Regions from separate parts of the Mus musculus genome. Here region 1 is linked to region 2. Evidence: chromatin contacts called from public HiChIP or PLAC-seq data. All regions are on one chromosome and are shown on one strand. Each heading gives the region's core, a stretch centred on a gene start, on an enhancer-like site or on the middle of the called end of the contact. The rest is flanking DNA. Distances are from core to core; before and after follow the strand shown.

Region 1 (5,297 bases), core at 316-2,815, 66 kb after region 2:
TTAAACTCCTGATGCTCCTGCCTCAGCCTCTGGAGTGCTGGGTTATAAGTGTGCACCACCACACCTTTTTGTGCAGTGGTAAGCACCTATCCGGAGCTTCTCACAGGCCAGACAAGCACAGTAGCAGCTGTGATGGATCCTCAGCACTAGAGGTGGTCTCCCTGCTATGGGGCCTGAAGCTTCAGCATTGGGTTACACTTCATAACAGAGACAGGATTTGGGCATGATGAAATTAGGCTTGTTTGTTTTGATCAGAAGATGACAGCCATCGCTTGCTCTAATTTGTCTTAATGAGGTACGTGCAGACAGTGATGACGTGGGCTCACATATGGTGTCGGTTCCGCAGACGGTTCAGTCCCCGACACATCTGCTTTCTCCCACGTGCTCCCTTGTCTTTTGCTGTTTTCTTCTTCACCTGTTTGTGTTTGACGCCTATTTCCACAGACGCATTCCGGACCTCGAGGCTTAAAAATAGAGAAGCCACTCTGGAGGCTTTAGCTATTCTCGTGGGAATGAGGAGATATGATGGGTGGGGTTTTGAGAGGTTTTCTGTTTGGCTGTGCTCTTGACTTTGCACACCCACGATTCCCTCAATCAGGTTATCCCCAGGAGGATCAGATGCTAGCTGCTGGTTGTTTTATAGTGGTGCTGGCAGTGTAACTCTGGGCCTCAGACACAAGGCAAGTGCTCTACCACTAATCTGTAACCTCAGCTACTTTGTAGGGTGTGTGTGTGTGTGTGTGTGTGTGTGTGTGTGTTACCAACTGATCCGTTTCCCCAGCCCCTTGTCCTGTGTTTCTTAATTCTCAGTCCTTAGATGCTTTTTCCTTTGCCTGAAAGAACCCTTTGGATCCCTGTGGCTTTTAGCCTTATGATGGCCTTCAAACTCTGCAGCCACCTGGGGGTGGGAATGCCTTCTTGGACTCTCTCTTCATCCATGCGTAAAGGGACATACATACAGTTCCTACACCTCCTGTCCCGTCAAACTCAGGCAGACCCAAAACAGTGCTTGACCCTTCCCTGTGTCCCCTTCCCTGTCTTCTCATTGCACGTGAGGAGGGGACTGCCTACTGGGAGTATTTTGTTCTCAAGGGAAGACAGTCATTAACCTGTCTAAACTCTATGCTAATAGAACCTTCTGGGTAATTGCTTTCATTAACAATGGTTAAGGCAAGCATTACAAGTTATAGCAAGATTTTCAGAGAACAAAGTAAACATTTAAAACTTCATTTCAGGGTACAGTTAGGCTGGGGCAGTGAAAAGATTAGTATGTGCCGGGTCTGATCTTATCTGTCACCCAAGTGAGGCACTTGGCTGAAGTTGTCCTCATTTCTCTTCAGTGGCTTTCTGAAGCCTAGCTCTGGGGAGACAGATGTGTGTTCCAGAAGATAGGGGCAAGGTCGATTTTCTTCTTACATTTCTGTCAGAACCGAGTGACATGGTGACAGAGATTAACTGCCTTCCCTGTCCTACCGAGGAATGCTGTGAGGATTAAGAAGGTGGCCTCTGGCTTGCAGCTCTGCCGTGCCAGGAGGACAGTTGTTTCTTTAGGGCACAGGGCCATTAGCAGCAGCTGAGTTGGCTAAGAATGCCCACTGCCCGCGTGTGCCAGGGCCAAGCTGTGCTCAGGGCTCCTGAGCTGTCATCCAGGACACCTGGGAATTCACTGAGCTGTGATTTTCATGCCCGCAGGCTCCAAGTGTCCAGAACAAGCCAAGTTCCTGCTTATGTGTGTAAGTGAATTACTGGGTTGTGTTTTCAAGTGGAAGCTCGGACAAAAACCTGTTTTCCCTGTCAGGAAGAGGGATGCAATTGGACTGTTCAAATGTTAGAAATTATAGCTGAGCCACAAGATGTAATAGAAAATTGCCGTTCTCCTCCAACCCAGGGACTGACTGAGTTGGATCATCTGCTGGATACTCTATGTCCTGCCAGGCCCTTCCTTCTTCAGGCTGGAGAGAGGGAGATGAGTAAACCCACTGTATAGATACATAAATGTGCAGTTGGTCCAGCAGCGACAGAAGGGGGTGGTGGTGTTAGTTGGGTGTTAAAGAAGACCCCCTCAAGAAGAGACATTGGGCCAACACCTCTGAAAGGGAGAAGGGAACCCAAGGACTATCTAGAGAAGGTTCCAGAGAGAAGAACCGGCCTTCTGGAAGCTCCAGGCCACATTCTGGTGGGGTGTATTTAAGACACACAGGTATGACATCTACTGTGGGAAGTAAGTTATTAGCCAAACTGAAAATGGAAATGGGTACGGATGCTAATCTTCACTGTCCGACTGACCGGCTTGGACACACACCTCTGGACGTGTGCCTAAGGATGTTTCCAGAAAGATGTAGCTGAGGTATGTATGAAGGTCCCGTCTGAGTATGGATGGCACCACTTCATAACTGGAGTCTAGGACTGAATAACAAGGCAAAGCGAGCCGAGCACCAATGTCCATCTCTCTGCTTCCTGACTGGGAGAAAGGGGACCAGCTGCCCCATGCTCTTGTCGCTGTGATTTTTATGTCACTAGGCTCTGCTTGCTCAGTCCCTGAGCCAAAGCCAACCTTCCTTCCTCAGTTTTCTTTAGTCAGGTATTTTATAACATTAAAAACCATGTCTAATACAGGCATCATTTTCTAAACTGTATCATCTCCCACTTATATTTTGTTGGCTGACGCAGGGCACCTGTGGGCGTGGTTTTGTTCACTAGGTGGCTCTGACGAGTGAGGGTGCAGTGTGTGCAGCAATGTGAGTCCAAGTCTCTGAGTGGGATCCGAAATAGCCGGCAGGAAGACTCGGGCCAAGTCATTTTAGAAAGCACCCGTCTCAGCTCTACCATCTGCCCAGATACTAGCAGAACCATGACCCTGGGGGACAGAGATTTGCACACATGGCTGCCCTGGCCTACATTAGGATTTCTGGAAAAGTTACTTGATCTTTGTTTCTTCTTCTATAACTAGACTTTCGTGGCATTTTAGAAGGCAATGAGATTGAGACATTCGAACATTTCCCTCAAATCAAGGAAGCAAGACTTTCCAAGGTCTTTAGTGTATACTTCTAGCCTTATCTGAACAGTGATGGGGTGTGAAGTTTTAATTGAATGTATAGCCATGCCTATTTGAGGGTTTATTGCCTGTGGCTGCATTTGTGCTACAGAACCAGAATTGAGTAGTTACAAAGGGAACTATATTGTTCACCATGCCAAAATGTTTATTCTCCAGCTCTTCCCAGAAAAAAGCCAGCCGCCCCCTGGTTTGCATGAACAGTACTACTTCAGATGCCTGTGTTGTCTCTGATATCACGTGTACCACCCACCACAGTTGTGGGATGTTAATAAATTGATTTAAAGGAATAATTTTATTTTGGAGAGCTTAATATCCTTAAGCACAAATTATCTTAAAATACTTTACTAATTCCTCTAAGCGGATGTGTAGAACATTTATCTTGTATTCCCAGACAAGGTGGGAAAGGATGCATAATCTGCCCCGTGTAGAGGAAGCATAGGCTAGGACTCCAGGCTCATTTAGGATATCCTGGGTCTTGTGATGTCTACAGATGCTAAGACAGTTGGGTACTTTCTTAAATATCATCTTGTTATTGATATTTAAGGTCACCTGGGGGACATCTGATGATGAAAAAGCTTAAGGCTCAGGAACAGAAAGTTGGACAAGTCTGAACACTTTGATGGCTTGGATATAATCTTAAGTGTCAGATGTTGGGGCTGGGTATGCAGCTCAGTAGGTAGGATACGTGCCTTGCGTGCACCAAGCTGCTAGGTTCCATCCCCAGCACTGTATAAACTGGCCATGGTGGGGCACCCCTGTGATCCCAGCTCTCAGGAGATGGAGGGAGAAGGACCAGAGGCTCAGGGCCACCCTTGTCTGTATAGTGAGCTTGAAGCCATCCTGACACAACTGGGACCCTTCCTCCAAAACAAAACCTCCTCAAATGTACAGGACGCTGGCTTTGGTAAGCTTGGATATTTTGGATTATTTTACCAGTGAACAAATACCCTTTGGTTTTCCTATTAGGCAACATAGATGCCCTTGAACTTTCAAGTAGGATTACATCTTCATACACCCATCACAGGTCCAAGGTATCAGTAAGCTGAAGATGTGTGGGGAAACCTAGCCTGTGAACATCCCGCCATAGCAACGCAGCATTCACCTGCACGTTATTGGTTGTTTGCCCTGCCGCTCATGTGACTGGGAGCTGTGGCTTTTCTCCATTCCCCAGCATAGGACAGAACCAAACTGTGCATCACTAGCTGGGGGAAAGATACAAATTCAAAACCTTTTCAAATGTGGTTTCTGATGCATGGCTGTTGCTTTTGGACCATCAAAAAATGAAAAAAAAATTTTTGCAGGTGAGAATATAGCTCAGTGGTAGAGTGCTTGCCTAGCATGCATGGTGATGGAGCATTAAATATGAGATTTGATAGCACTTGTATTTCCCAAAGTCATTACAAGGGGAATCTTCATAAAGCCGAATGTGCCTCTGTGTGTGTGTGTCTGTGTGTGTGTAAATAGACAAGAGAGAAGAGAAAGATTCAACAAGGAGACCATTTTCTTTAGAGAAGAAGTAAGAATTATTTTTCATTTTGGTTCTTTTGTTTTACAAATTAAAACATGTAAATAATATCTGAAAAAGTAACAGATTTGCTGTAGGAAATTTAGCAAATATAGAAAAGAATAAGAAATAAAACGGCCTATGACCCTGTCATCTGGATCCCATGACATTTCACACAGTCATTTCCTCCAGTATTTTGCTGTGGGCACATACAGGATGCGTATAATTGTGTTCTCCATAGTTTTAAAACATGGTATTCGTGGAGTTGTTGCTTCTGTTTTTATTATTCATCAAAAGCTTTATTTAAAACTGAGCACTTGGCTTTTTATTTTTTTTTAAATTAGCGAGGTCTCTTATTTTTTCCCTTTTTCTCCTTTAAAAGGTCATTTTAGTGCACAGAAAGCATGCATCTCAGCTCATTCTCCTGGGAGAATCTTCAAGGTTCTAAATGACTCGGTCAAGGAGTGTTTGCGATTTTGAAGTTTACTGTTTACTTTTATCAAATTATTATATGTATATAATTTCCAAAGTCAAATGTACAAGGCTAATCACAGAATCCCAGTCTCTTCCATGGTACTTAGCCAACCCTTCCGACTTGTGACTTAACTTTCCTCATGTGCAAAGACTGTTAGCTCTTTGGTTATTTCTTCCTGAGTCCATCTTCATGCTTACCCAGACCACGTGTGAGATGTTGCTTTGCCTTATTCTGTGCTTTAGAGCTCCCTCCTGGTATTCTGT
Region 2 (5,140 bases), core at 164-2,663:
TGCCAGGCAGGCACTTTGCCCCCCTCCTGCACCTACCCCCCCCCCAAAGCCATCCTCTCAGCCTCTGCTTTTTCATTTTTATTTTTAAAGTGTTTCTTGTAGCCTAGGCTGACCTGGAACTTGAACTCACTGTGTAGCCGAGGATAGCCTTGACCTTCTGATCTTCCTCTTCCCATCACCCCGGTGCTGTCATTACAGCTATGAACCGCCATGCTTGGTTTACATGAGTCTGGGGAGCTGACCCAGGGCTTCATATCTGCGAGGAAAGCACTCTGACTGAGCTAGATCCCTAAGCCCACACACTTACCTTTTAATTTTCACTATTATAGTTTTATATTATGGGTGTGTGTGTGTGCATATGGAAGTCAGAAGGCAACTGGTGAAGTCTCTCTTCTTCCTCTGTGTCTCAGAGAACAAACTCTTAAAGGAGCTTTGATAGCAAGCTCCTTTACCCACTGAGCCAAGCCTTTTTTTTTTTTTTTTAATTTGGGAGTGAATGCCACTGGGGTCTAGCCTTCACTATTGCCACTGGGGTCTAGCCTTCACTATTGTTGAGCGGATTTCCTCTTATCTCTCCTGTCCCTACTGGAGATGCTAATTTGCGCCTTTTTGCCTTTCTATCCTTGTTTCCTAGACCTCGGAGATTATATTTCAGGAAGCTGGGTGAGGAGATTCAAAAGAAAACTCTGTGGTAAGCAAGAAGCATGAAGCCCCAAGGCTATAGGGGAGCAGAGACAATGGAAGGTGAAAAGGGAAACCAGCCGCGGAGAAGGGAACCCTGCACATCCTAAAGGAGAAAGTGAAGATAGCAGTAGAGACTGAGAGTTAGAGCCAGGTGGAACCAGGAAGCTGCTCCAAGAAGCTGAAGGCAGGGTCTCAAATAGAACTCTTTAAGTTGTCCTGACCTTGAATTATAAAAACTGCCCAGTCAGTGAATATGAAGGTATTGAACTCCTCCTGTGTTTTAAGTCCCAGGGACACTGCCCTTAGTAAGTCTGTCCCCAGAGCTGTGCTGTCAGGGTCAGGGCCTGGACTCTGGCAGCCCCAACCCAAGCCTGGGTTTAGCCACCATCCTCCATAGGTCAGCTAAACAAGTCACTATGGGAAGCAGAGAAGAAGGTCACTGACCCCACGAGTCTAACTTCAGGGTCCCAACATGAGGTTTAGGTTTAAATAGAGAGCAAAAGGCACACAGGGCTTCGTGTTCCTAGTCTTAATACTATCCCTCTGATTATGACCTTCTAGCATTTTCTGGGCTTCTGTCTCTCCTGCAAGGTGGACTGGTGAGTTGCTCACACTGTGTGAAAGGGAGAAGAAGCAGATTGAAAATCAGGACTTAGCACAGAGCCCAACATTCCGAATAAGGCAAGTTCTAGAAGAAGGCCACAGCCCTGGAGTCACCGAGGTGTCCTACAGACTGATGAGCGCTATAAATAGAAGCCCTAAGGAATGACAGGAAGCCAGTAGCCAAACACACCCAAAGAGAAAAACTGGCTGGGGTATGTTCAGGTGTCTGTGCGCCACTGGAATGCTAGGAGAGCTATCTGAAGACCCCTTCTCTAGTTCCTGGTAGGATATGGGACACTAAGCTTTTACATGGACTTATATTTGTGCTGGACCCTATCAGCTTGGTGAGTAAACCTTTGCATAGATGCATGTGAGTGTCATTAATGTTAGTTCTCAGAAATGTATGGCAATCTTTCCTCTTTCTTCTCCTCTTAGATTTGCTTTAGGAATTACTATACAGTTTACTTAAGACACCTCTTGCTACATCTTAGCCAAGAGAAGGGTCCCCTTAGATAAAGAAGACCCCAGATGTTGGCATGACTCACTAGGAGTAGGCTAGCTCTACCTTTCTTCTTCCTCTTTTTGTCTCTCCCTTCCTTCCACCGGACTCCCTGACCATTGTAGGGTCAAGTCTACAATGATAGGTATTATCAATTGTTGTTGGTTCCATATGGCCCACTCCTGCCTGCTACCCTGCCAACCCCCAGGAGGTCGGTGCCTACAGGCTTGGCAACTTCTTGCATGGCTCAGAGTTTAGCTACTGCCTTAGAGTCTTGAGTGTCCTCATTCAACAAAAGTCCACGAATCTCAGCTGGTCAGGGGCACCTCTTATTTTAAGGCAAAAGGACTTGTGGTATATTTTGAGAAGGTTTCTTGCTTTTCCTACTAGTGTTGCTGCTGGCTTCCTAGTAATTTCTTCTTGGGAAGATAGGTCAAGAGACTCAAGGACTCACTAAAAGAGCAGTTTGTTCTAGAGCTTTCAGAATCTTGGTTCAATTTTTTTTTCTTTTCTTAAAATTTTTTATTTTATGGGTATGGGTATTTTGTTGCATGTATATCTTTATGACATGCATGCCTGGTACCTGCTGAAGACAAAGGAGGGTATTAGGTCCCTTGGAACTGGAGTCATAGATGGTTGTGAGCCACCATATGGGAACTGAACCAGGTCCTTTCCACGAACATCAAGTGCTCTTAACTGTCAAGTAACTCCCTAGCCTCCCTTGGGTCAATTTTAAGAATGTCTCTTTAAAACATTTTTTAACGTATGTGTACACATGTACATATGTGGATGAGTACATGTATGTTTACATGTGCACCATAGGGTACTTATGGATGTCAGAGGACAACGACATGCAGCGAACAGGAGCTAGTATTCTCCCACTGTATGGGTCCTAAAGTTTGTCAACAGATGGTCATCCACTGAGCCATCTCCTTGCTCTCCAGTTACAAACAAACAAACAAACAAACAAACCAACCCCCAAAATAGACTAGTATTCTCTAAGGTGACATGCATTTGCAAAAGGCCAGTCATATTATTAGCAATGCCACTCAATTTATCAGTTGTATGTATGGTCACTCTTCGTCGTCAACTTGAATGGATCTCTAGGAGACACAGGTCTGGACATAGCTGTGAGGACATCTTCAGAGAAGATTTAACTGAACAGGGAAGACCCACACTGAATGTGGGCGGCACTACCCCTAGACTGAATAAGATATTCAAGGAAGGATGGAAGGAAGGAAGGAAGGGAAGGGGAAGGGAAGAAGGGAAGGGAAGAAGAGAAGGGAAGAAGGGAAGGGAAGAAGGGAAGGGAAGAAGGGAAGGGAAGAAAGAAAGAAAAGAAAAAGAAAGAAAAGAAAAAGAAAAGAAAAGAATGAGCTGGGCACCATCATCCATTCATTGCTCCTAACTTTCTGACTGGGGTTGCATTGTGTCCAGATGCCTCAACATGCCTACCCTGGAGACTTCCCCTCCATGGCTGGCTGTGTTCTAAAACTGTGAGCCAAAATACTTAAGTTGCCTTTGTTGGGTCTTGGTCCCAGCAAGGAGAAAAGCAGTCAATACACCTGTCTTTAGATTTATCTTAAATAAACTCATTTGATTTGGTCTCGTAGCGTTTAGAAATGAATGAATTCAAAAAGTTTGGGAATGACCAGATATGTACTTAATGAGAGCAATAAAGAAAGTTTGTATATTATTCATTCCACTGCCATGCCAATGCACCATGCATCGTGCAAAAATAAACTATATTAAACCAAGCTGGCTGTTCAAAGCATATTGGTTCCTAAGGAATGGAAGCCTGTGGACCTTGGAACTATATAACTTCTTAGCTTTTCTTTAGTGGGACAAATGAGGTAGGTAGGTTGGGGAATGTGGACAAAGAATGGCTGATCTAACTATTTAGGAATATTCTGAACAACAGAGATTAGATATGCTCTTATTTCCAGTACCTTATTTATTCTTCTATTTGGCACTCAAAATAACACGTGCATATGTGCATCAAAAACTGGCTTTCCCCACCCCTCCCTGCTACTGGGGATCAGGCTCCCCTTTATGAAAGTTGGGTTAGTCCTCAGGTCTTGGACTTTGTCCCACTAAAGAAAAGCTAAGAAATTATATAGTTCCAAGGTCCACAGCAGAGTCTAGGCAGCCAGGAAGCTCACCATCCAGGGAAGGAACAGTTGAGTGGCTATAGTTCCACCCAACTCCTTATGCCTGCTTGGCCTTTCTTGGCTGAACTTTGTGAGTGGCAGGGCCTCATACAGCCCAGGCTAGCCTGAAACTCCTGTGTAGCTGAGACTGACCTTATTTTCTGATCCTCTGGCCATTACCTTCAAAGTGCTAGAATTATAGGCAACACCATAACTAGCTTATATAGTTCTAGGGATGTAACCTGGCTTCTGTGCATGATAGGCACGCACCTACCTACTGTGTGAGCAATGACCACACAGCCCACAAAGATGCTTTAAAAGTTTTGTACTATAGTTTTTGTAAAACCATATCTTGTTCTTAGCCTCCAGTTCTTAGTCTCTAATTAAGACAACCACAAAAAGGAGAATCCCTAAGCAAAGGGCTCCTTCTGGTGACTGGCCTCAGTGCAGGTGACCTGGGGGTAGGTTGGGGGAGGGCTACTGGCAGTTTCCCTGTTCTTTCATGGGAATGGAAAGATCAGACCTGGCTGAGCATCCTAAGCCCCAGTAGTCACTTCTCTCTCGTTTCCTGTTGTTTTGGGGGTAAATACCAAATGTTGGGTGAGGGAGGCAGAAGGTTGTGCACAAAATTAGCTTGTTTGTCAACAACATACACACCCTTAAACATACCCTTAAAACACTGAGCCACCTTTTACCCAGGTCTTACAGAGTGGTAAATTAATGATTGGGCTTACTCAGTAACCAAGAGATGACTTACTTGGTAAAGTGCTTGCTGTGCAGGCATGAGTACCTGAGTTCTAATCCCCAGAACCCATGGAAATAATAACAATAATAGAACAGTAATAATCTGAAAGGTGATGCGCACTTGCAGTCTCAGCACTGGAAGGAACCAGGCTGATCTCTGGGGTTCTTGGCCAGTCAGCCCCTAGCCTGTTTGGTAAGCTCAAGGGTGTGACAGTCCAGGTTGTCTTCTAACCTCCACATGCATGCAAAGTAGATGCTGCACTGTGCATGTGCGCGCATGCATATAAAAGTTTTCCTAAATATGTCATAGAGCATCCCTCATGTTTCCATACTCTGCCCCTCTCTTCTCTATCATTTTTGCCTTTTCAGAAATACTCAGTTTCTTAAAGGGAAAGGGGACACATTAATAAGGCCTTGAGACTTGGAAGTTTCCCAAGTGATGGCAAGAAAGGACTGTTCC

What was found. HiChIP or PLAC-seq counts read pairs in DNA pulled down with a chosen protein or histone mark.
Region 1: a contact with region 2 is called in an H3K27ac HiChIP or PLAC-seq map of heart atrium, with 5 read pairs. The contact joins two enhancer-like sites. A contact is called at or near these places in 1 of 39 promoter capture datasets (pre-B cells), 1 of 15 datasets of contacts at CTCF or cohesin (large pre-B cells), 1 of 484 Hi-C or Micro-C datasets (nephron progenitors) and 4 of 115 datasets of contacts at active chromatin or transcription factors (CD8 T cells, double positive thymocytes, embryonic stem cells and 1 more).

Annotation. Positions count from the first base shown.
Region 1 is chr1:127,337,701-127,342,997 of GRCm38.p6, forward strand. All of the region lies in intron 4 of Mgat5 (mannoside acetylglucosaminyltransferase 5), which reads left to right. Among named protein-coding and RNA genes, the nearest start is that of Gm23734, 35 kb to the right of the region's middle. Within about 2 kb of position 1,566, at least 28 of the 459 cell types and tissues checked have an H3K27ac peak or open chromatin away from gene starts, as enhancers often do. A contact at or near this core is called in heart atrium, where this site is marked.
Region 2 is chr1:127,272,173-127,277,312 of GRCm38.p6, forward strand. All of the region lies in intron 2 of Mgat5 (mannoside acetylglucosaminyltransferase 5), which reads left to right. Among named protein-coding and RNA genes, the nearest start is that of Gm51747, 26 kb to the right of the region's middle. Within about 2 kb of position 1,414, at least 8 of the 459 cell types and tissues checked have an H3K27ac peak or open chromatin away from gene starts, as enhancers often do. A contact at or near this core is called in heart atrium, where this site is marked.